Regions from separate parts of the Triticum aestivum genome. Here region 1 is linked to region 2. The links are chromatin contacts, called in public HiCAR-type maps. All regions are on one chromosome and are shown on one strand. The core of a region is the stretch at or near the end of the contact, and the rest is flanking DNA. Distances in the headings are between cores, read along the strand shown. Region 1 holds the start of LOC123062627 (coronatine-insensitive protein homolog 1a). Region 2 holds the start of LOC123062626.

Region 1 (5,833 bases), core at 1,763-4,262, 180 kb before region 2:
TGTACTGCCCGATGTAGTCGAGGCCTGTGTCTGAGAGCCCTCCAGGTCTCAGGTAGAGAGCAAATCTCCGGAGCTTGGTGCAGCTCCTTAACAGAGCTCGAACACCGTTGTCGAGCGGCAGATCGGTTACCTGCTTTTGTCTGTCGAGCAGGACAAGCCGGAAGTCGTAGAGATTTTTGCAGAAGGTCCCGATGGATTCGAGAGCGCCGTTGGTGATATCAGATACATAGGCAGCTATGTACTCCAGGTCACGGCAACCAACAGCTACCGCTGTCAGGCCTAACTGAGAAACTCCTCCTTGCTCTTCTTGGAGACCTGGATCATCATCCCCTCGCTCAATTCGAAGTCTTCGTAGCTTCTTGCATGTATCACCAACAACCTCTAGCCCTCTGTCTCCTATCACATTCCTCACCTGTTGACAGAATCTACTGTCAGTAAAAATGAGAGTACAACAAATTTCACACCCAAAATACAAGAGTATATGAGAAACACTACCTCGAGAACAAATAGGTTCGGGCATTTTGAGATAAGCTGGCAATGATCCTCAGTGGTGAGGAAAGTGTACTGCAAGTCCAGTTTCTTTAATGAAGCAGAAAAAGGGAAGATAACAGGCATCTCATTTTTCCCCATGAACGTAAGCCCCAAGAAGCATACTCTTGGTGGAAACTTGACTTTTTCATACTTTGTTAGCTCTCCTACCTCATTGAACGATCCTCCAGCAAAATCTTGCAATGCATTGGCTGCTTCGAAAAAACCAATCAGGTCTGAAAGGTCACACTCACTGATCTTTAAAGAAAGTAATGATTTGCAGTTCTTTGCTAGAAGCTCCAGATCAGCTGGCACCACTTTGAGCTCAGTCATGTAGAAGTTCAGTGTCACAAGAACAGAATTGTTGACAGCAAGTTCATGAAGCCATTCACCACCTTCATCAGCAATCACACATTCTTCAAGAAATAATGTTCTCAAGGATCTGCCAAGATAATTTAGAATAGCATGTTAACTGCAGTGATAGCACGCAATCATGCAGTGACAGTAAAATCACTTTGAATTAATGTACCACAGTCGAATGTCTTGCTAAAGGAGCACAGCAATAGTTGTAAGCTAAGGAAGAATGGAAAGTGCGATGAAAAGTGGATTACTGGTGAACCAGGAAACCTATAAAGACACGTCTCAAACTTCATGAACATGCCCCGATGTCCCCATGTTCTGTCCCCTTTCATTAATAGTGGGACAGCGGAACAGCCATTGCAGTCAAGTCAATTTTATTTTTTTCAATTCACATTTGCATATGAGGCATTTCCAGGCACAAAGGAGCACACTGTACATGCATTTTAACTAAAGCACTACAGATCCTCTGTAGCATGCTAACCTTTAGTCTCCCAGCTCCATATGTGAACTTGACAAGCTCACACAAATCATACTTGCATTCTAAGGGAAAATAATTTCCCTCAGACAACTTCGTAGTTGCAGAATTCAGACAAAGCAAAGTTAACACGGACACATGGAAAGGCTTCTGCCAAAAGAGTAAAAAGGAAGGACCAAGATGATGCTTGAAAGTCGATATGACGGCATGACATAGTGCCACACTAATCTGAACATGATAGAATTGATTGGTAACAGAAACACCAACTTGCAACTTTATTTTGGTTCAAGATGTTCCACAGGGACGGATGTAGTCCTGTTCAAGTCCAATCAAAGTAGTAGTACGATAGCCCTCCTGGGGAAGACAGATCACCTGACTGGTGCAACCTCGCATTATAGTTTGCTTAAGCCCGACTTGGTTGGGACTTGTCAGCTGGTTTGAGTCAATTTTACAAACTAGAGGCCGGATCGGACATATGCTGGACAGAAACGACAGGTAAACCATAGAACTACACCAAATCTCATATATCTCCCTTCGGCAGTCATTTGCATATACTGCTCATATCAATTTGTCGTAGAAAACTAGTGCCATGGTGTATCATGGCGCCCAAACAAAGTGTGTGGAAGCTAACTTGACACCTTCCCTCACATGACCGTATTTGTTACAGCTCGTGATAGAGCAAACAAATATCTAATTATAGAAACTGGCTCTTAACTCGTCCTTATCCAGTATACTCCATTTGGCGAAACCAACCAACACACAGACCAGATCAATCCTCATTCATCAATGAGCAGATCAACTGTCACAATTACTGGAACTCACCACCACAAATCAACAGGCAAGAGGGCAAAAAAAAAAAAAGAGGTGCGCGGATGCAGGTGAGTAGAGCTGGTGGACTACCTGCAGGAGCGGGCGACGAGGCGGAGCGCGTCGGTGGAGAAGCCGGAGCACTTGTCGAGCTTGAGCTCCTGCAGCATGTGGCCGCGGGAGCGGATGAGCGCGGCGACGTCATCGTCGGTGACGGTCATGCGTCGCAGGTGGAGCGCCTTGAGGCACTCGAGCGGCGCGGCGAGCCGGGCGACCCAGGGCGCGGCGTAGGCGCCCCAGTCGTCGGAGATGAGGCCGTACATGGCGGCGCGCGGCCTGCCCTTGAGGGCGAGCGACTCGAGGCGCGGGAAGCGCGCGAGGAGGCGGGCCGGGTCGGCGGCGTAGCAGAAGGCGACGGTGACGTGCTTGCGGGTGAGCGCGTCGATGCGGTGCCAGCGGCGGCAGACGAGCGAGGCGGCCTCCCGGTCGCGCGGGGCGTCGACGTAGCCCATGACGAGGTGCAGCGCCTCGTCGGGCACGCCGCCGCAGCCGAAGCTGAGCGCGCGGCTGAGCCGCCGCGGCTCCGGCACCTCCCCGCCCATCGGATCGAGCGGGGCTAGGCGGATCGGCTAGCGGCCGCCGCGCGGGAGATCTGGGCCGGGCCCGGCGGGGAGCGGGGGCATGGAGGGGGAGGCGGAGGCGGAGACGGAGATTCCTCCGCGCTCCCTCCCTTTCTGCTGCGGGGTGGGCTTTGCGGGAGGACGGGAGAAGTGAATGAAGGAAGCGAAATTATTGGAGGGAGAAGGGAGCGATAGGAGCGAGCCGGGGCGGACGTGACTTGGGGAGGCGGCAGCTTTTACCTGCGCGGCTCGTCCCGTCCCGTCTGCTGGCGCCGCGCCACGTACGCCGCCCCGCCGGTGGACGCGAGCGATAAATGGCCTCGCCCACCCGGGTACAGCCAGCACGGTACCAGCCTACCACCACATCTCTACTCTCTAGCACCGTACGCGCCGCGGCTCAACGCTCACCAGCGTGCCGCCGCCGGTGATCGCGTACGCTTTTCTCACAGGATTACTGATTTGATCTCACTTGCGCCCCGTCGACGTTTTTGTCTGAAGGTGTATTCTAGTGCGGAGTGCGGAGCTGAAAAGACAGCGTTGGCCTAGCAGCTATAGTCATTTTCAGCGGCAAGTGGATAAAACACCCTCGATCTTGTGCAAGATCGCGCTGCACAGGCTTGTGGTTGCGGGGAGCATTATTGCGTGCTTGCTCGTTTTGGCTGCCTGCCTATCGGCGTTTTTCTGTATGGGGGTATCTTCTTCACTGGGCCACAGAATTGCTCGAAATATCTACACGGAAATTGGATGAGGCCGGTGTGAGCAGAGCTGAGGTTAGCTCCCCTAATGGAAAAGATGATATTATTAGCTGGGCATGCAGCGATGCACAGATAAAGCAGCGACAATCATAAAAGATGGCAGATGTTAACATGGTGTGTGCCAATGCAGCAGAATGTCATTTGCTTCGTTGCAGATCGTGTTCGCATGGTCCCCTTGTCCTCGTCCTTGCCATGTTTTTCTGGTTGAAAAAAAATGCATAGTTTCCTGAAACTTTCTCACAGACTGTAAACTGAGCGAAGCTCAAGATTGAGCTGTAAAAAGTCGCTTGCGCTCAGCTTGTAAGAGCAACTCCAATGAGCGACCCATTTTGTCCGCTTGCGTCCGTTTGAATCGGCGCGGACAAAAGTAGAGGCCCAACGCGCTGACCCACACTCAAATCTCGTCCGCCTGGCGTCCGCGCCGATCCATTTCCAGTCCAAAATTGCGCCTGAAATGCGTCGGCGCGAACGCGCCGCGCGTCTCCTCGGCGTCCGCCGCGTCCCAACTTGTAGGCCACCTAACTACCGTCCGTCGTCTAATTTATGACGACCACCGACAGCGGGCCCACTAGTCGGCCAGTGGAAGCGTCCTTTTTTAACCACGCATGCGGCGTGGGCCGGCCTCATCCACTTCCGTCCACATCTGGCCCCCACCACCCTCTTGTGCTTCCTCGTCGAAGACACCAAACCCTAGCAAGCAATGGGCCTCTTCGACAGCAGTAGCGGCAAGGGAAGGGCAAGGGCACCCCCGGCGCCTCATCCTCTCGTGTTTCTCCTCCCCCTCCTCCTCCGGCGTCGGCGTGTTTCCGCCCTGGTCGCCGCCGTCTGCACATCCTGGTGCACCAAGCGCGGTGGCACTGGGAGTACAGGCAGTCGCTGCCCTACCCCGACGTCACGTTGCCGCACCACTGGCACCTGGATCCGCAACGGATCCCCGTGCCGACGGTTCTGCGTACGCAGCGGGCGCATGACGAGGAGGTGCGCAGGCACCGGGGGCAGCTCACACCGGAGCAGCGGCGGATGCCGGAGTACGCCGCCGACTCTCCCGACTGGGAGGCTTGGTTTGCCCTCGAACACGAGGAGCAACGGCGTGTCGGTGTTGACGTGTCCCCCGCCGTTTCCACCGCCGCCCCCGCGGGTAGAGCTGGAGGAAATGGAGGCGGAGGCGGAGTACCAAGCCGCCCTCGAGGAGGCCCTGTAGCACGCGCTGGAGGCTAGCCGGCTTGAGGAGGACGCGCACTGGGATGGGCTAGAGCAAAGCCCTTGCCTTGTCGGCGGCGGGGGACTCCGTCCACACCCAGCTCTTCGCCCCGCCTCCGCCACCGCCGTCGCCCGTCGAGCCGGAGCCGGTGCCGACGCGAAAGCGCTCCCTGCCTCCACCCACTTGGCAGGAGGAGGCCTACACATGACCGGACAGTACCGCGAGTGTGTCAGCGCGCCTCCTTTCCAGTACACCGCGACGCCGGAGGAGGAGGCGGCCCACCTTCTACGCTAGAAGGCGCACTGGCTCGCCCAGGAGGAGGCCGACGGCGAGCGGCAGATGCGCTACAAGCAGCTGCTGCAAGCCGATGCGGAGACATTGCGGCTTGAGGAGGAGGAAGAGGAGCGTGCACGACGAGCCACAATGCCACCACCCCAGCAGACGCCAGAGGAGGCTGCCCTGGCAGCCTACCAAGTGGCGTTCGGGTGGGCTGGCCCTGCTCCCGTCTTCATCGCCCTCATCGGCGATGATGACGATGGCGATGTCAAGGGCAAGGGCAAGGCCGACGACGTCTAGGGCAGCGTGTGGGTGTTGGAGATATGCCCTAGAGGCAATAATAAAGTGGTTATTATTATATTTCCTTGTTCATGATAATCGTTTATTATCCATGCTATAATTGTATTGACCGGAAACTCAAATACATGTGTGATAACCCACAAGTATAGGGGATCGCAATAGTTTCGAGGGTAGAGTATTCAACCCAAATTTATTGATTCGACACAAGGGGAGCCAAAGAATATTCTCAAGTATTAGCAGCTGAGTTGTCAATTCAACCACACCTGGAAACTTAATATCTGCAGCAAAGTATTTAGTAGCAAAGTAATATGATAGTAGCGGTAAGGTAGCAAAAGGTAATGATAGCAAAAGTAATGTTTTGGGTATTTTGTAGTGATGATAGCAATAGCAACGGAAAAGTAAATAAGCGAGGAATAATATATGGAAAGCTCGTAGGCAATGGATCAGTGATGGAGAATTATGCGGATGCGGTTCATCGTGTAACAATCATAACATAGGGTGACACAGAACT
Region 2 (5,537 bases), core at 2,530-5,029:
TGCTGGTGCAGTACGTATGGACGCACATACTCCCGTCTGCTGGTCGCTGGCCAGAGATACGGGTACTACGCCGAGTTAATTCCCGTCTGCTGGTCGCTGGTGGTGACCGAGATATTTAAATTCCATCTTCCATCGTTCGAATTCCGAAGATTTACAGGGATTTGATCTCTTGGGAGTAAACCAAATCGGCTCGTCTGGGCTTCGGAAAACTAGCTAGTGGCAAGAAAAAATAATGAAGCGTGCCGACGGTGCGTAAACAGCACGCGTGTTCCAGGAGATACGCATTGCCTTGATGCAGTGTATGCCGCCTGGAGCGAGGGAATAGATTACTGGATCGCGTGTTAAACCACTACCACCAGTACCAATTCCTGTGGCGGAAAGTCTACGCGGGGTTGTGCGTCCGTACTCGGCTCGCCCGTACGTACGTGTAGGCCTCCCTGAATGTTGACATTCTGGAGCCATCATCGTCGAGTAACAGTACACAGGACCGTGACCTCTGGGCTCTAGCGTTTCATCCGGGACACATTGCTTCTAGAAGCTACACCGCTGCAGCTAACCACTTGTACGAAACACAAATTGGTAGTAAGGACTTACCCGTAATTTTTTTCCTGTATTCAACGCTAGCCGCATGCATTTTGACAACAACTCAACCTAATCGGACGAAATTTACGACCGGACTTCGTATAAACACAGCCAGATTTTATATAAACATGACAGATATCATTTAAACATGACGAATTTCATTACATTTATATCAACTGAGCGGAAACCAGGTCTAAATGGTCGCCGACGCCCGTTCACCGTGTCCGACAATCAATCAAGAGAACTGAAACTTCACCATCTCCAGTTTCGCCTCGGTGCTCTCCAGCTCCGTCTCCGTAACCTCCTCCTCCTCCGGAGGCCTGGGAAGTGAAATTGTCCACCTCCACATCGCCACCAAGCGACTAATCAGTCGACGATGTTGAGCCCACCAAGTTTGGCGTTGAAGGGAGGGGAGGAGTGGTGGCCATCCTGGGTCTAGAGCAGCGACGACCTACCATGCACTACTCTTCTCGCTATCGGCGACGCCCGCGACGTGTCGGCTTCGTGGTCGTCGTGGCGGGGTGCGGACTCAGCGATGTCCCTTACCCTCGTCGTCGGTCTTGCCGAACACCGCCTCGCCCGCCTCATCATCGCACTCCTTGCCGGCAGCCACCACCTCCGCCACCCCGCTGCCAGTACTGCCAACGGGACTCGAGCAACGCCTCCTGCTCCGCCATGTCCGCGTCCGGTGCGACCGCTCTGCCGGCGGCGAGCTGCTCCTCCGCCTGCAGATGCTCCAGGAGGGTGGTGGTTGTAGGCAGCATCGGCCTGCGCCTCTTGAAACTGCTCCTCCCACTCCTCTTGCACCATGTCCATGGGCACGGACCTCGCTGATGGTCATGGTGCAATGCAACGGCGAGGGATGCTCAGAGGAGAACGGTGATGGCATGGAGGATGGTGGCACCGGTTCATCGTCAACAGCGTCCTCCATTGGGACGTCGTCGTCCTCCGGCTGCCTGTCGGTCAGCCAGCCGGTAATAATGGCGGTCATCTCCTTCTTCTGGTTCGACGTCAGCCCGTCTCAAAGAGCTTTGGCGTGGGAGAGATTCGTGGTGGGATTGGTGCGGAAAGGGATCAGAGGTGGATGACAGTGGCTATGGCTAGGACACTGGTTTTTATAGCAATGGTGGGCGACAGAGGAACGAATGGGTGGCGCCGGAGGAGACGTCTCAGTAGCCGCGTGCCATCAATGTGGGAGGCAGACGGGCGGACGGGCTGCCGTCGTGTCATTTGAACGCGGAGTAGTTGTCTGCAGCGGGAAGCGGTGCAGGCGGCGCTCTCTCGGCCAACGCACCGCTTCTATGTCGGCGCCAGTGAGCAACCGCGTCCGCTCTGGCCGAGCATGAATGCGGACGCTGACGCTTTGGAGTGACGCTGACTGAAAACACACGGGAGAGGGGAGGGAGGGTTGGTGGGTCAAGGCAGTCATAAAGCAGGCTTGAGATCGATCCAGACTCCCACAAAGCCCCTTCCCTTCCCCCGTTTGCCTCCGATTTATGACAGAAATCACATTCTGAATCGATACATTACCGTGTTGAATGGCTTCCGCTGTCCGGCACGGTCTAAACGCATGCGAGAAGTTTGCGGGGCGGTATTGGAGATGCCTAAGGTGACTTGTTCTCGCGCCCCGAGGGCGGCGCGCACGTAGCACTACTGCATTACCGTGGAACGGCAAAAGGATAAGATCGGCGCGCGTACGTTGCACCATCACAGGAGGAGGGATGACGAGACTTCGCAGCGCCGAATCGATTAACTAACCCGGCCGCCCATGACTTGCATCATCAAGTTGCGGAAGGCGCAGTGCCGGGAAGCTCCGTCGACGAGGACGACGCGGTCCGGGGCCCGGAGCCGGAGCGAGAGAGCGGACAGCGACGCGTCGAGCGGCCCAAACTGCGATCTTTTAACGACGCAGCCGGGGATTTGGAGGAGGTGTACCGAAAGCGTCTGCTGAGGATGGTGAGATTAAATAAACACGGGCCTAGTTGCGAAACAAGCCCCCGGCATCTGCATGTTCGTTTGCTCTGCGTCATTACTCCTGTAGGCAGATCGGTACAGACGGGCATGGGCGCGAGGCCGGGTCTCATCATCGTGCAGGCCATTTCTGCGCTTTCGACTACGCGGCGCATGTGGTGGGGGCAGGCGGAAGGGTACAGCTCATGAGCACTCAGACGCGTAACTCCACTCTGGGAATTCGCTCGAGGAAAGTAACTGCGTGATGTGGATTATTCGGAGAGAGAAGTTATGGCACTAAAAGTCTCAAGGACGGCATCTTCTTCAGTACTCGCTCGATTGCCTCATTGATGCAAGCATACTTGTGACCCAGTACGGACGAGGTTCCCAGCTTAATGGGCAGATTAAAAGGCACCATCAACCAGCAGCAGCTCCCGTTTCCATTTCACAGGTGAATGCGAGAACGCACTGCTGATGGTTAGCTGCTCGAAGCATTTCCAGTCCATAATTGCAGAATAGTAAAGAGGACGAAAACAAATCACACATGTGGTCGTTTGTGTTGTCCCGTGCAAATCTCTGAGAGAGCATCGTATAGATATAGCTAGATGTCTAAGGATGGATGCTGTCGTTTTTGGTGCTGCAGATTGTTGCATCAGTTAAGTCGGCTGGATCATGTATGTGGCCCATTCTATCCGGAAAAAAAAAACTCCAAACGACCACATGGACTCATCTTTTTTTTTTGAGGGGTAGATTGATTCATCAACTAATAATTCGTGTCTGTGGACATGGCCATAGTTTCGTAGGGCGAATGATAAGTTGTAGTAGGTGGCCATTCATTGTAGGCTAGCCCAGCTCTTCGTTGTACAACAAAAAAACACAAGTAGGCGCGGCCCAGCTAGCACCTCTATTTCAGCCCAGTTCATGATTGCACGGCAGCTAGTGGGGATCCATTGATTGATTGATTGATTTCACGGTGGCTACACACAGAGCACTACTTGGCTCAATGGATAGGAACCGAAACGAGGCAGGGCCCCATTCCCCGGGAAAGTGGCATGGGTTGAAATGGACCTGAGTGAACACGCAGCACGCAAGGGGCAACTTGGTCTTGTCATGTAGCACAGCAGCGTGGCTCCGTGGATATCGTTCCCAGGCTCCAGGCAACGAGAGGTGCAGAAACAAACTCCGCCACGGTTACTCTGCAGAACCAAAGCAGCAGCATACCAAAGACCCAGAGAATCAAGAGGAGATGCTTGCTCTTCACACCGTTCGGACATCCCTTCCCTCGCCGCGCAGATCCTCCCCGCGCCGACATGCACTGCATCTAAGCAAGAGGAGATTTTCCATCTGTGCTTGCAGTTCCGAAGATGCCGGATCCGACGGTCCCCTGCCGCACGGCGGTGACCAGCGCCAGCAGGAGGTGCTTGCGAAAATCGCCATGCTTCAGACGCAGAAGGTCCGCATCACAAACTTCCTGGATGAGCGGTCTGCTTACCTGACCAAGTTCACCAAGGACGCCGACACCGAGTTCGACATGATTGGGCAGAACGCCATGAAAGAGCTCGATCAAATTGGGGACCAGGTGAGCATCCCTTGCGATGGATGGTTAAACAGTATAATACTTCATTCAGTGTCTGACAGAGAATTGCATTTGATGTGGTAGATAATGGAGCGACTCGACAGCAAGATGCAGTCCTACGAGGAGACAGCTGAAATGCAAAGGCAGGAGATAGAAATGAACGAGAGGGTGTTAGAAGATTTCGAAGACTGGATCGAAGAGGAGAAAAACGAAGGCATGTTCTTCAAAAGCCTTGGCAAGGTCAAAAAACCTCAAAACAATGAGGAAATCAAGGTGAAGGCCAAGATTGAAGCACAGAAGGTCAGAGAGATTGCAGAGGAGAGTGCGGGGTCAAAAGCTCGGATGAATATTTACCTTGCACTGACGGCGATACTCGGTCTTACAATCGCAAATGCCGTCTTTGCAACGCCAGAGGTGGAATGGAGGAAGGTTGCTGCTCTGGGTCTAATTTTCATTGGCCTGGTTGCTCAGGTAATCTATGAGCAAGATATATCCCCACCGGTAGCTGACAAGGATGAAAAAAGAGAAGAATGAAAGAGCTGTGCACCCTGAGTGAAACATCAAAAAGCAGCAAGAGCTTCATCGATATAGACGTAGACTGTATAAATTCAAGATATAGATTGTGTAATCTTAGTTATCATTTAAGGTGTAGCTTGGCCTATAAACCACAGGTTTCTTACACCTGAGGTCTGATAAACTCAAGCTGTGTTCAATCTTGCATCAAAGATATGTTTCAGCAATATAACTTTCAAAGCCAAAACCATGTAACGAAGTTACAATTTTGATGCACACAACACGTCAAGTTACTCAAATTTCAATTAAAAGAGGTTAAGAGTATTAGAAGAGATAACAAAAGAGAGTGCAGGATCAACGCTCAAATGAGCATTTACCTTGGACTGGTACCAATGCTCAGTCTTACATTTCCAGGACCAGATGCTGCCTTTGCAACAACTGGGTAGAGTGACAGAAGGTTGCTGCTCTGGGTTAATTTGTTGATCGCCTGGTTGCTCAAGCCATCCACGAGAAGGACATATCAGCACCAGAAGCTCAGAAAAAAAGAAGAAGAATGAAGATCTGTGTACTTGAGGGTTCAAGGGTAGAAAGTTTAAGTAGCACTGGAGTTCAGTTAATATAGTTAGTACCAATATACAAGTGCATAAAATTGACACGAATGTACTATGTAGTTTTACAGATCAAAGATACCATTTCTGGTATAGCTTAGTGTATAAACACAGAATTCCAAATGCACAGAATTCATGTTTCACAAATTTTGATTGAAAGAGAGTATCAAACTTCAAAAATGGATAATCAAGAAAATATACAATATCAGAAGAAGATAATTCTTGGTGAAGGAGATGGGGATAAAGTTATGGGAGGCCATTCTCTGCTGAGTATCATGTTAACTGGAAGACTATGTGTTGACCTTGAA

Evidence for each region. HiCAR-type assays count read pairs that join an accessible place to other places.
Region 1: a HiCAR-type map of leaf shows a contact between it and region 2, with 8 times the contacts expected there. The contact joins the promoter of LOC123062627 here to the promoter of LOC123062626 in region 2. A contact is called at or near these places in 5 of 5 Hi-C or Micro-C datasets (leaf, root and an unstated tissue) and 1 of 1 datasets of contacts at active chromatin or transcription factors (leaf).

What each region holds. Positions count from the first base shown.
Region 1 is chr3A:616,788,677-616,794,509 of IWGSC CS RefSeq v2.1, reverse strand. LOC123062627 (coronatine-insensitive protein homolog 1a) reads right to left here and starts at 3,012. Exons shown (of 3, transcript XM_044486229.1): 1 at 2,264-3,012; 2 at 496-970; 3 at 1-412. The coding sequence starts at 2,772.
Region 2 is chr3A:616,610,538-616,616,074 of IWGSC CS RefSeq v2.1, reverse strand. LOC123062626 reads left to right here and starts at 3,779. Exons shown (of 2, transcript XM_044486227.1): 1 at 3,779-4,111; 2 at 4,193-4,868. The coding sequence starts at 3,779. The coding sequence ends at 4,642. LOC123062625 (pentatricopeptide repeat-containing protein At3g09060) reads right to left here. Exons shown (of 7, transcript XM_044486223.1): 6 at 4,999-5,108; 7 at 4,463-4,613.